4 separate regions of the Mus musculus genome follow, and all the other regions are linked to region 1. The links are chromatin contacts, called in public promoter capture Hi-C maps. All regions are on one chromosome and are shown on one strand. Each heading gives the region's core, a stretch centred on a gene start, on an enhancer-like site or on the middle of the called end of the contact. The rest is flanking DNA. Distances are from core to core; before and after follow the strand shown.

Region 1 (2,687 bases), core at 98-2,597:
CATGTCAGAGCCATCTTGAGGAGTTTATTCAAATGTTAATTATTTGGATTATAAGACAAGCCATCTGTTTTTTTTTTCAATGAACTAAACACAACAACAGCAATAAGTTGTTTGTGAAGAAGTGAGTTTTACCAAATATATTTTCAGAAACAGAACCACCAGACTCAATGTTTCAAGTGTCTGAATACATACCCAAGCAAACCACCGATAAGACATCTTTGAAACAGAGAAAGTTAAAGAGAATGTATTTATTGGATGATATCAATTAAATATTGACAGCTTAGGTTGACCAAGGACACCTTGGAGATAAAGCAAAAAGTTCATCTCATTTAGTGCACAATGCTAGAATTCTTGGAGATGAGAATGAAAAGCATTTGTGAGTTCATATGAAAAAACATCAAACAAACTGGCTAAAGAAAATAAATTACACAATAACCTGATGGAATAGTATATCAAAACTTTTGTTCTCAAAATTGGACTTCTTGAACATATTTCTGTATACAGACAAGGGTCAAGAAGGATTATTTGAGGGCTAGGTAAGGTATATGGGGGCTTTCTTATAATATTGTACAGGGAGAGATTCACAATACTCACTATGCATTTTGGTAGGCTCACACACATAGTTTTCTAAGCCCAGGAATGAAGCTAGATCCTGCCACTGTATAATGGTCTTTGCTTTAAACATGACAAAATCTATCCATTGGAGAACCCAATCTGTGCTTTTATATTTAGATTTTAAAGTCAACTGTATCATTCTGCAGTTTTTCCTTACGTCATGCAATGCTCATTACAGTAAATAATTTATCCTATTAGAATATTTCCTACCTAATTTTATCTTTGGTGCTTCTTGAATTGATATTTGGAAGAAATAAGACAAAAGGGAAAGTACATCTAAGAAAGTAGCAACACCAAAACTACTTTGTATTGCCAAGGGAGATCATATTAAGGTCTCAAAACTAAGATGATTCTCATCTCCAGATACAATGGGGGGGGGGGGGGGAGAGAGAGAGAGAGAGAGAGAGAGAGAGAGAGAGAGAGAGACAGAACACAACAGCACAGTTCATTCTGTTAAGAACGCTGTTTCTACACCTGGATAATTATATACCCGGCCTTTGTCCTTGATTTGTTTCCTCATCTACAAAATAGTTCTAGCAACATCTTCCGCAGCTGTCTCACTGGGATGAAGCGAAAGCGACAAAGAGATAGAAAATGGGAAAGGATTTGCAGTTAAAAAATATTTTAAGTCAGTTGTTCAGGTTTAACGGAAATTATTAGGCATAATTTGTTAGCCATCCTCATCCTTATCACCAACTGCCCGTCCCCAGTATAAACAAATAGGACCGGAGTTGCTCAAGGTAAAGTAAGAGGAACCTAGGATGAAGGTGCACCTTAGGAGATGTAGAGGGATGCAACAATCGTGGTGTCGGGGCAAAGGAAGAATTAGAGCAAATTGAGGAAAGGCATTTCTCTGCGTACCTCTCACTGTTGACAAAACCTCAGAAATCCCGACGCGTTACCATAGCGGCCGCGTCTGGACTGGAGGCGGGGCCTTTCAGTAATGTGCACCAACAACTAGGGCGCGACTGGAAACGTACTCCCGCTGTACTCCAACTTCCGGCGGAAAAGAAAGTGGGTTCCGCTTTCCGTCCGGCTGCCGCAGCAAGTGGACTCCTGCTCCAAAGTGAAGCGCCATAAGTCTGACGCTGTGTGGAGCCAGGGGAAGGCATCAGCAGGGACAGCCTCGGTGGGGCGGACGCCTGCCTGTGGACGCCGCGTGTCCGCCAAGCTGCGGCTGCTTCAGGGTGAGTTGGTTTCTAAAGTCTGGAGGACTGTGGCATCCTGGAGTGCATAGCTTCGGGAGCAACGTCTTTATGGGCTGTGAGGATCTTTGCCCCAGCAAGAGGACTCCCCTTTCCCCGAGCCCGTGCGGTGCTGTCATTTTGTGCGTCTTTATTTTTACTCTAGAAGAAAGAAGCGAACCAGGGAAATTCAGGAACTATGTATGTCCTTAACATTTCTTTGGTATTCCATTCCTTTTATCTGTTCGTTTCATACATACTTATTAAGCTCCTGTGTGTTTAGTGAGCACCTGTATGCCAGTTTTGCCATTAGATAAGAAATACCTTTTTAAAATTTTAATTAGGTATTTTCTTCATTTACATTTCCAATGCTATCCCCAAAGTTCCCCATACCCCTCTCCCCCCCCACACACACTCTCCTACCCACCCACTCCCACTTCTTGGCTCTAGCGTTCCCCTGTACAAAGTTTGCAAGACCAATGGGCCCTCTCTTTCCACTGATGGCCGACTAGGCCATCTTCTGATACATATGCAGCTAGAGACAAGAGCTTCGGGGGGTACTGATTAGTTCATATTGTTGTTTCACCTATAGGGTTGCAGACCCCTTTAGCTCCTTGGGTACTTTCTCTAGCTCCTCCATTGGGGGCCCTGTGATCCATCCAATAGCTGACTGTGAGCATCCACTTCTGTGTGACAGCTATATCAGGGTCCTTTCAGCAAAGTCTTGCTAGTGTATGCAATGGTGTCAGCGCTTCTTAGAAGCCTATCCATCACCCAGGCTCATTATCAATTTCTTTTTATAACATTGTAAATTTATTTAGGTGATATGCATATTCCATGAAATATTTAATAGGTTTTCAGTATCTTTATATCCTTGTATCCTTGTAC
Region 2 (2,687 bases), core at 102-2,601, 1.2 Mb after region 1:
GCCAGGAGGAAAACATAGTCTCAGAACAAAATCAGTCTCGGAGGGGATGGCAGATCTAATGGCAGGTATTACAGAAGTTTAGATAGTCACCAGAGATAGAGAGTATCAGCTCTATTAGGTCTTCCGTTACGCCTGTCTGATTGGCTTAAACCTTTGTGCTAGTCTTTATCTTGAGAGATCTCTTTGCTAAGCACGTGATAGGTGTTAAGCCAATATTGATTTTTTTTAAAAGGAGAGATAGTCATTAAATCTAAGCTTCACGGTTAGTTTTAACTTTCAACTTATGGATCACAAGCCAAACGATTCATATGATCCCTGAATTTCATTACTCATAAGGAGAAACAGTTCGGGTAGGCACGACCTCAAAGTCATCAAATTACTCACACCACACAGCTTAGAAGTCCGATAAGGCAATGTTTGGGTAGAGTCTTGCAGAGATTAAACATCTTGAGCAGAGAGCCCCAACAAAGTGCATAGTGAGTTCGAATGTATTGTAATTAAAGTCATCCAGATGGTAGTTGGACTAATCAATGATGAGGCGGTATTTATCTTGGGATAGAAGATTCTGAACTCCAGAGTAAGAAAATCCCCAAGGTGGGGGGTGGGGACAGTTAATAAGTGCCCCTGGGAAAGGCCCATTCAGCTAGGGCTGCAAAATTCGTTTGAATTTGAATCAATTTGAATAGAAATCTCCCCCAGGAAGCAGGAACCAGATCCTCTAAGCCCAGCAAACTTTGGGCAGGAAGCGAGTACTGCAAAGCAACAGTCCCTTGTCTGTGGTTTGGGGCGCAGAGAAAGAAATCACAAGCGGGAATCGAGTGTTTGAGTTCCTTCAAAGAACCCGGGAGCGCAGAGTAACGAACTCCAGGCACAGTGCTGGCAAGCCCTCTCCTGTCCGCACCCATGCGGGTGCTCCGGCGCGTAGGCCTTCTCTTCACCGCTAGGGCGTCCACGGAGCAGCCCTCGTCCGGCCCGGCTCCCGAATCCGCAGCCAGCAGCGCGGGGCGCCGAGGGGGGCGGGGCGACGAGCGGGCGGAGGGCGCGGGAGGTGCATCCTGGGAAATCCAACAACATGGGGCGCCCGGGCTGCGGGCGCTGTGGCCGCCTCGCGTCCCGGCCGCAGGCGCCGCCGCTCTCCTGACGTCCGAGCCGAGGCCCGCCCGCCGCAGCCCGGTTCCCCCGCCCAGGCGCCCCCGCCCCCCGGCCGCGCCATGTGAGGGGCAGCTCCCGCCACCGCCTCTTCCTCCCCGCGCCTCCCGCCCGCCCCCGCCGCCTCAGCCCCCGCCATGGACGCGCACTACGCGCCCGCGGGCTTCGCTGAGCCTCCCGCGCCCCCCGCCAGCGCCGCCACGCAGCCCGCTGCCCCCGCCTGGGCCTACGAAGCCCGGGTCCCGGCCGCCGCCTCCAGCCCCAGCTGCAGCGGCAGCAGTCCCAGCCTCAAGGCCAGGTAGAGAGGGTGGGCGCGGGGTCTCACTGGGCCAGGAAAGGCCGCGGATGCGCCGGGGCCTGTGCCCGCCCCTCTCGGGGGCCCAGGCCGGGTGGGGAGCCTTCGAGGCGCCCTTCTTTGCTCCCGGGAGAGGCGGTGGACAACTCCTGGCGGGTGGTCCCGGCTGGGAGGGGGCGCATGGTGCAGGATTCGCTCCTGGGGCGGGTCGGGGCGTGGGGCAGAAAGGGAAGGTTGGGTGGGATGGAGGGGCGCAGTCACCTCTCGGTGCTGGACTCCCACATGGTAAAGTTTAAGCTCCGGGCTGACCTCGGTATCTGGGGAACCGGGACTGACTCCGCGGGGAGGCCTAAAGGGGCGCCGCGGAGTCCTGGGCAGTGACATTCCATTGTATTGGAATCTGGGTGGCCGACAATGTGGTGTTGGGGGCTTCGGCAGTGTGAAGGTGAGGGCGGTGGCAGGGCATGACGAGGAGCGGGGCCGTGTCGCTGACACTGGGGGTCCTGGGATGACTGGGCTGCAAGAGAACCCCCAGGGCGGGACACGAATGCAAAGCAGGGGCTGGGTGACATATGTTTATAGTGATGTAGTGTTCCACGCGTTCAAAGTTGCTTTTGGGTTTCCTCTGCTTTTAACAACGGCAGGAAGTCAAGATTCCCTCTTGGCTTTCAGTGTCTGGGGGTGACTGAGTTTTGGGAAGCGTTGAGGGCTGGTGGTCAAAGAAGGCTCTAGAGGTCGAAGACCCAAAGCATGCTTCTCCGTCTCCACTTCATTGTATAGTGCGGCTCTCCAGCATGGGCAGTAGACCCCAAAATGGGGACTCCTGTTTGCTATTTAAGCTCGCGAGAAATGTGTAGCAGTACTACACTTTGAAATGGTCACATTCGAATGATAACTGGAAGGCGTGGTCTGGCTTTGGGAGCGGGGTACTTTTTAAAAACCGCCTCCCCTAAACAATACTCGATCTAGTAGGTATAGCTTCTGACCCAAGAACAGGGAAATCCTGGCTGGTAATGACTTCATCCTCAGCTACCAACAGGAAGCCTTGTACCTATGTGATCTCACCAGGTTTCTAAACGATTTAAACGACACGAGTGAACTTTTTATTTCACTTTACACATTCTAATTACCTTTGTTTTTATGAAAGTGCCGCATTCATGATTTAGAATAGATGTGTAAAGAATTAACTAGTCTTTGTCTTAGATAGTCTCGGAGTTATTATGAAAGAAAGAAAAATAATAAT
Region 3 (2,687 bases), core at 125-2,624, 1.2 Mb after region 1:
CTGCGTACTGGAAAGGAAGTAACGAAATCTGCCCTTGCCCTAGTAGAACTTGACAGTCTACATTGTTAGATACAGATCTCAGAAAGACTCAGTTCTCCCAAAAGCAAAATGGTGTTTATCCCTCTCTTCCCAGGGCTTCCAGCCACAGGTTGTCTAAATGAGGGAGCAGGAGAATGGGTCTCCTGAGAGATACTTCCGATTCCTGTGCTCAACCATAAGGTATTTCTAGCTTCTCCACAGTCTGATCTCCACTGCTTAAGTAAGGTGAAAGAGCAGACTCCATTTTCCAGACCGCTTAAGCCTCTAGGGCGTGGGGCATGGATAGTGTTTGGAAGGAAACAAAAACAACGTCTGCAAAACATATGGAAATTCTTACTTGAATCCATTAATCAGAATAAAATAGATAATAGCCTTTCAGGGAAGAAAACAAATTTGGTGAAAAGTGAATTAACTGGAGACTAGAAAGGAGTGGGAATGCCATTTCACTGTGCTCTGTTTCAACTGTATGAAGTTCCAGGCTACTCTGGCCAAAGAGCAAAATTTAAATAGCGTTCCCAAGAGTAACAGCGCATGCTGTTTGGACATGAAGAGTGTGGTGAGACACTGTTCTCCTATCTTCTCACACCTCGAGCTCTGGGCCTCTTGAATTATTTTTAATTATATCTCTCACACAACATTTTTAAATAGAGAAATTTTCAAAATTTAACTTCATCTCATGACAATTAAGGGTGCTTATGCTCTTGCTGTTTCAAAAAAAAAAAAAGAAAAAAGAAAAAAACTCAACGAAAAGTTCAAGATCTAAGATTATTTGTTCAAGAAGGATGAACTTTTTAGCTGTCTGGGTATATGGGTAGCTACGGCCAAAGATATCTAATAAAAGCAGAAATATTCTGAGAACAAACACAATTTGTCACATTTTGTTTAAATTTACATACCGACACTAACCTAGTAGTATGGAAGATATTAAGCATCACAAGTATTCATCCACTGGAGGCTTATTAGTTAGCAGAGTGATGATATCATCACATGTCAAACAGCTTCTGGAAATTTCCACTGTAAACCCAAGGAGGGAAAGAATGAAAGTAAAAGAGGTGAAACCTTGCATTGTTGTCGTGGAAACAATTTTGACTCGGGGACATATTTGAAAGTATTTTTGTAGACAACCCAGACCTGGTGAAATACATCTGAGAACTTTGTAATTGCTATTAATTGATTTTTGGTCATGTGACAATGCAAATCACTAACAAAGTATATTTTCTCGGATGAATGCTATGTTCTCATCCCTGGACCACCCTGCGAGAACAGCTGACCGAAGGTAACCTCGGGAGGGCGCTCTGATAGGCCGCCAAAGTGTGAGCGTCCGGGTCTCAGTCGAGAAGGGCTGGGGACCGAGAGCGGGAGGTGGAGCGCTGCCAGGTGACCTCCTCGTCCGGTAGCGGTGGGAGTGGCTCCAGCACACAAGCTGGGCCCCGTGCGGCGCACGTTCCCCGAGCGCCCCTGCGCGGATCCTGGGCGCCTCTTTTGCGTCCTGGTGTCGCCTTGGAGCCGCGAAGAGCTAGGCTCCGACTGTCGCCGAGATCCAGAGGCGTCCGCGACTCAGGGCCAGGCCACCTCTCGGGCCAAGCGGATAACTCGGTTCCCGCCCAGGGGCTGCTGGAACATGCGCCCGGGGACACAGGTGCGGCGACCAGCGGCGAGGCGGGGCGGGGAGGAGTGGGAGAGTCATCCAGAGACGATGTCTCGACAGTGGCATTCCAGCACCTAGCTGCCTGTCAGCGTGGGCGAGAGTCGCGTCTGCCTGGGCCAGTGTCCGAACTCTCCTCCGCAGCTTCCCGGGAGTACCTTTTGTTCCCAGGCGCTCCGGAGGTGCCACCTGCCCGGAGCGCCTTGGGTCCCATAGATTAAGAGCGACCCGTGGGGTGCAACAGGTCGTTGTTGACTCAGTTCCGACTAAAACCCAACAGGCTGAGACTTGGCCTGCTTCTTTTCTTTTCTTTTAATGTCGTTGTCACTTTTGTTTTAGTTTGTTTGACAGTTGCTAGACTATGTTTCCACTTCTGATCGTACTCAGCCAGCTGCCCAGACTTACCCTCGCAGTTCCTCATTGTATCAGAAGCCTAAAGGATTCCGAACATGCCCCAGAAGAAGGTAAGCAAGCATGGCTGCCGATTGGGGGAAAACACTTCTGAAACCAGTTGCGGTCTACTGTGTAGATCTCAAGCCAAAGTGTGGTAGGGGGAATTACACGCCCCCGTGAACCACAGTGCAACAGCATATCCTATGTTTTAATTTGTGGCTTTCTTGTTTAGAGTTGTGGGTTTTTAACTATAATATGTACAAACGTATCTCCCTTAGTAAACAGATGTTTAACACCTGGTTTGTGGTTGACTAAATTGAAAGCCTTTTTCGAAGTCCGAAAGTCAGTGAGTTGTCGTTTCCTAGATGAAGCTGTGTGTTAGTTATAAAGAGGAAGGCTGCTTCTTGGAAGACTGACAGGGAGGCCAGACTCTTGTCAGGACTTGTTTGTGCACCGCTGGGAGTCCCCATATAGACAAGTGCTCTACCGCTGAGCCACATCCTGTCCCCTAGTCTGGATTTGTGAGATCCAGAGCAAGGGCTGGAAGGTAGGATGACCCTTCTGGTCATTGTTCCAAACGTTGTGTAGATAAAGGCAGATGCTTGAGAGA
Region 4 (2,687 bases), core at 137-2,636, 1.1 Mb after region 1:
TATATATGAGTACACTTCAGACACCAGAAGAGGGCATCAGATCTCATTGCAGATGGTTGTGAGCCACCATGTGGTTGCTGGGATTTGAACTCTGGGACCCTTGGAAGAGCAGTCAGTGCTCTTAACCGCTGAGCCATCTCTCCAGCCCCCAATGAATGACTCTTAAGGGACTCCACATGGTTGAAACAGAAGGTAGCAATTAAATACAGGATCCCATAAATTCTTTGACAGTTCACACTCACTTTTTTTGAAAATTCTACATGAGGTAGAAGATCGGAATTATGTATGAATAATTTAAGCCCATAATTCAATTCAGCATTATAGGGATTAAGAAGACAGTTTTTTGTTTTGTTGTGTGTTTTTTTTTTTTTTTTTTGTTTTGGTTTGGTTTGGTTTTGGTTGGGCGGGGATGTAATTTTTGTTTGTTGTTATTTTTCAAGACAGGGTTTCTGTATAGCCCTGGCTGTCCTCGAACTAAGCCTTTAAACCAGGCTGGCCTGGAACATACATCCACCTGCCTCTGCCTCCAGAGTGCTGGGATTAAAGATGTTTGCCACCACTGCTTGGCTGAAGACAGAAATTTTATTCCCAGCAAATTTCCAATTAAATCTGTCTGTAAAAAACACACATGAAGAATAAATAATACTGTCAAATTCCTGCATTCTGAGGCTCAGGCAGGAGGATAAAAGATTTGGACGTCCTCCTGCATTACATACAAATCAAGACCTTAACTCAAAATCTGACAGAATAAAATTACCAGAAGAAATACGGAAAATCTAAAAATTTCTTTGAATATTTACATACTTCCATGATTTATAATTTTTGCCCTATACTTGAACTGTTCTGTAAAGTAATACCCACCAATTTACTAAGTTTTTTAAATGTGACAAAATGCCAGGCAGTGGTGGCGCACTCCTTTAATCCCAGCATTTGGGAGGCAGAGGCAGGAGGATTTCTGAGTTCGAAGCCAGCCTGGTCTACAGAGTGAGTTCCAGGACAGCCAGGACTACACAGAGAAACCCTGTCTCTGAGCAGTCGACTCCGTCAAAACTTTTGACAAGGGTGTCCAACATTATAACACTGTATTCATAACGTAAACGTGGGTCAAACAAAAGCAAGCACCCTAAAGCACACAACCCTATTAAGAAAACGCAAGCATCGTATTACCAACCAGCAGACCTGATGGGTGGCGGCCGAGGTGGAAGTCTAGACCCACCTGAAGGAGACTTGAGGGCGACCAGGCCTGGGGAAGTCAGCACGAGGATTTGGTGGGACACCTGAGGTCCAGGGCGACCTTGGTAAGAAACTGGGTGAAAATATTAGAGCGACCTCAAACAGCGCTCAACGCAATGCCTGATTTACCTCAGCGAAGACCGCTCAGTGCTCAGCACTTCCGGGTCATCTTCCCCTACCCAAAGGCGCTTCCGGTTTTCAGTCCGCATTTGTGCGGCTACATTTAAGGAATTGGAGCGGACGTATGTTAGTTTTTCTTTTTCAAGACAGGGCTCTTCTTTGTAGCCCTGTTTGTTATGAAACTCACTCTGCAGACCAGGCTGGCCTCGAAAACGGAGATCTGCCTACCTCTGCCTCCTGAGCGCTGGGAAGACCACCACTGCCGCCCTGCGTATTATTTGGAGGCGGGGGAGGGGTGTTGGGACAGTGTCTTACTATGTAGCCTTGGCTACCTGAAACTCACAGAGATCCGCCTACCTGTACCTACATCCAAAGTGCTGGAATTAAAGGACTATGCCACCATGTTCTGTTATGTTCATTTTAAATAGTCTTTGGAACAATTTAAAAGCAAACAATAACAAAAAAATACCAACCAGTGTTATTGATTAGGAACAACGAACGCTGTAAGAATAAGAAGGAGGAGGTGCCTATCCATTTAATACCTTATGATTTTGGATGTTTGATGTTCATGAATATGTTATTCATCAAGAAGACAATGTAGTTTTTTGTTTATTTGTTTTTTAAGCGAAATATTACATAGAAAAGGAAATGTAGGGAGCAACAAGATGGCTCTGCAGGTGAAGTCACCTGCTACCAGACCTGACGACCTCTTAGTTCTATCACTCGTTGTCCTCTTATCGCTTCCTGTGCCAGGGAGAAGGGAACAGGAAACAGGGAGGGGGTAGAAGAAGAGAAGGGATGGGGGAAGGAGAGACAGAGATAATTTTTAACTTTAGAGAAAAAGAAATTCTAATCTTATTGATTGCACCTCTTCTCTATTCTGAAACCTAACACGATGGTTCACAGGTGAGAACTCATTCCATACAACTATTAATACAGTATGTTCCAGGCCTACAGAGCTTATCCATGCTACCAAAATCTGAAAGGACTCTGACATGCATAGGGTACACAAATACACATACAAGTCAAAACGCTTATATACACAAAATAATACCAAAAAAACCTGCTTTGTAAAGCTCTCTGTTTCACATTGCTATCAAATCTAGAAGTGTTTGGCTGTTACCATCCTCTTCTAATAATTCCTATCCACATTTCTCCAGGTTATCTCCAGGATCCCAGGCCTGAGTGTTGTAAGCTAGCTTCCTGTTCTCTAAGCTTTACATTTTCAAATTAGGACTATGTGTACTTGCCTTAAACTCTGTTTGATTTTTTTTTTTCTTTTAGTCAATCAGAGAACACAGAAAACAACTATCCTCATAGCTTCTCAAGGAATT

Evidence for each region. Promoter capture Hi-C pulls out the DNA fragments that hold promoters and counts their contacts.
Region 2: a promoter capture Hi-C map of pre-B cells shows a contact between it and region 1, with 3 times the contacts expected there. The contact joins the promoter of Qser1 here to the promoter of Dnajc24 in region 1. A contact is called at or near these places in 2 of 39 promoter capture datasets (HPC-7-derived erythroid cells and pre-B cells), 1 of 484 Hi-C or Micro-C datasets (CD4 T cells) and 1 of 115 datasets of contacts at active chromatin or transcription factors (astrocytes).
Region 3: a promoter capture Hi-C map of hippocampal neurons shows a contact between it and region 1, with 5 times the contacts expected there. The contact joins the promoter of Prrg4 here to the promoter of Dnajc24 in region 1. A contact is called at or near these places in 3 of 39 promoter capture datasets (hippocampal neurons, liver and pre-B cells) and 1 of 115 datasets of contacts at active chromatin or transcription factors (pancreatic cancer cells).
Region 4: a contact with region 1 is called in a promoter capture Hi-C map of hippocampal neurons, with 6 times the contacts expected there. The contact joins the promoter of Ccdc73 here to the promoter of Dnajc24 in region 1. A contact is called at or near these places in 6 of 39 promoter capture datasets (the 3T3-L1 cell line, 3T3-L1-derived adipocytes, cranial neural crest and 3 more).

Annotation. Positions count from the first base shown.
Region 1 is chr2:106,002,209-106,004,895 of GRCm38.p6, reverse strand. It overlaps Dnajc24 (DnaJ heat shock protein family (Hsp40) member C24), which reads left to right and starts at 1,347. Exons shown (of 5, transcript NM_026992.3): 1 at 1,347-1,802.
Region 2 is chr2:104,815,360-104,818,046 of GRCm38.p6, reverse strand. Qser1 (glutamine and serine rich 1) reads left to right here and starts at 1,351. Exons shown (of 12, transcript NM_001123327.2): 1 at 1,351-1,447. It overlaps 2310047K21Rik (a long non-coding RNA gene), which reads right to left and starts at 1,125. Exons shown (of 3, transcript XR_003953885.1): 1 at 1-1,125.
Region 3 is chr2:104,848,537-104,851,223 of GRCm38.p6, reverse strand. It overlaps Prrg4 (proline rich Gla (G-carboxyglutamic acid) 4 (transmembrane)), which reads left to right and starts at 1,374. Exons shown (of 6, transcript NM_178695.5): 1 at 1,374-1,678; 2 at 2,024-2,148. The coding sequence starts at 2,046.
Region 4 is chr2:104,885,023-104,887,709 of GRCm38.p6, reverse strand. Ccdc73 (coiled-coil domain containing 73) reads right to left here and starts at 1,386. Exons shown (of 18, transcript NM_177600.4): 1 at 1,217-1,386.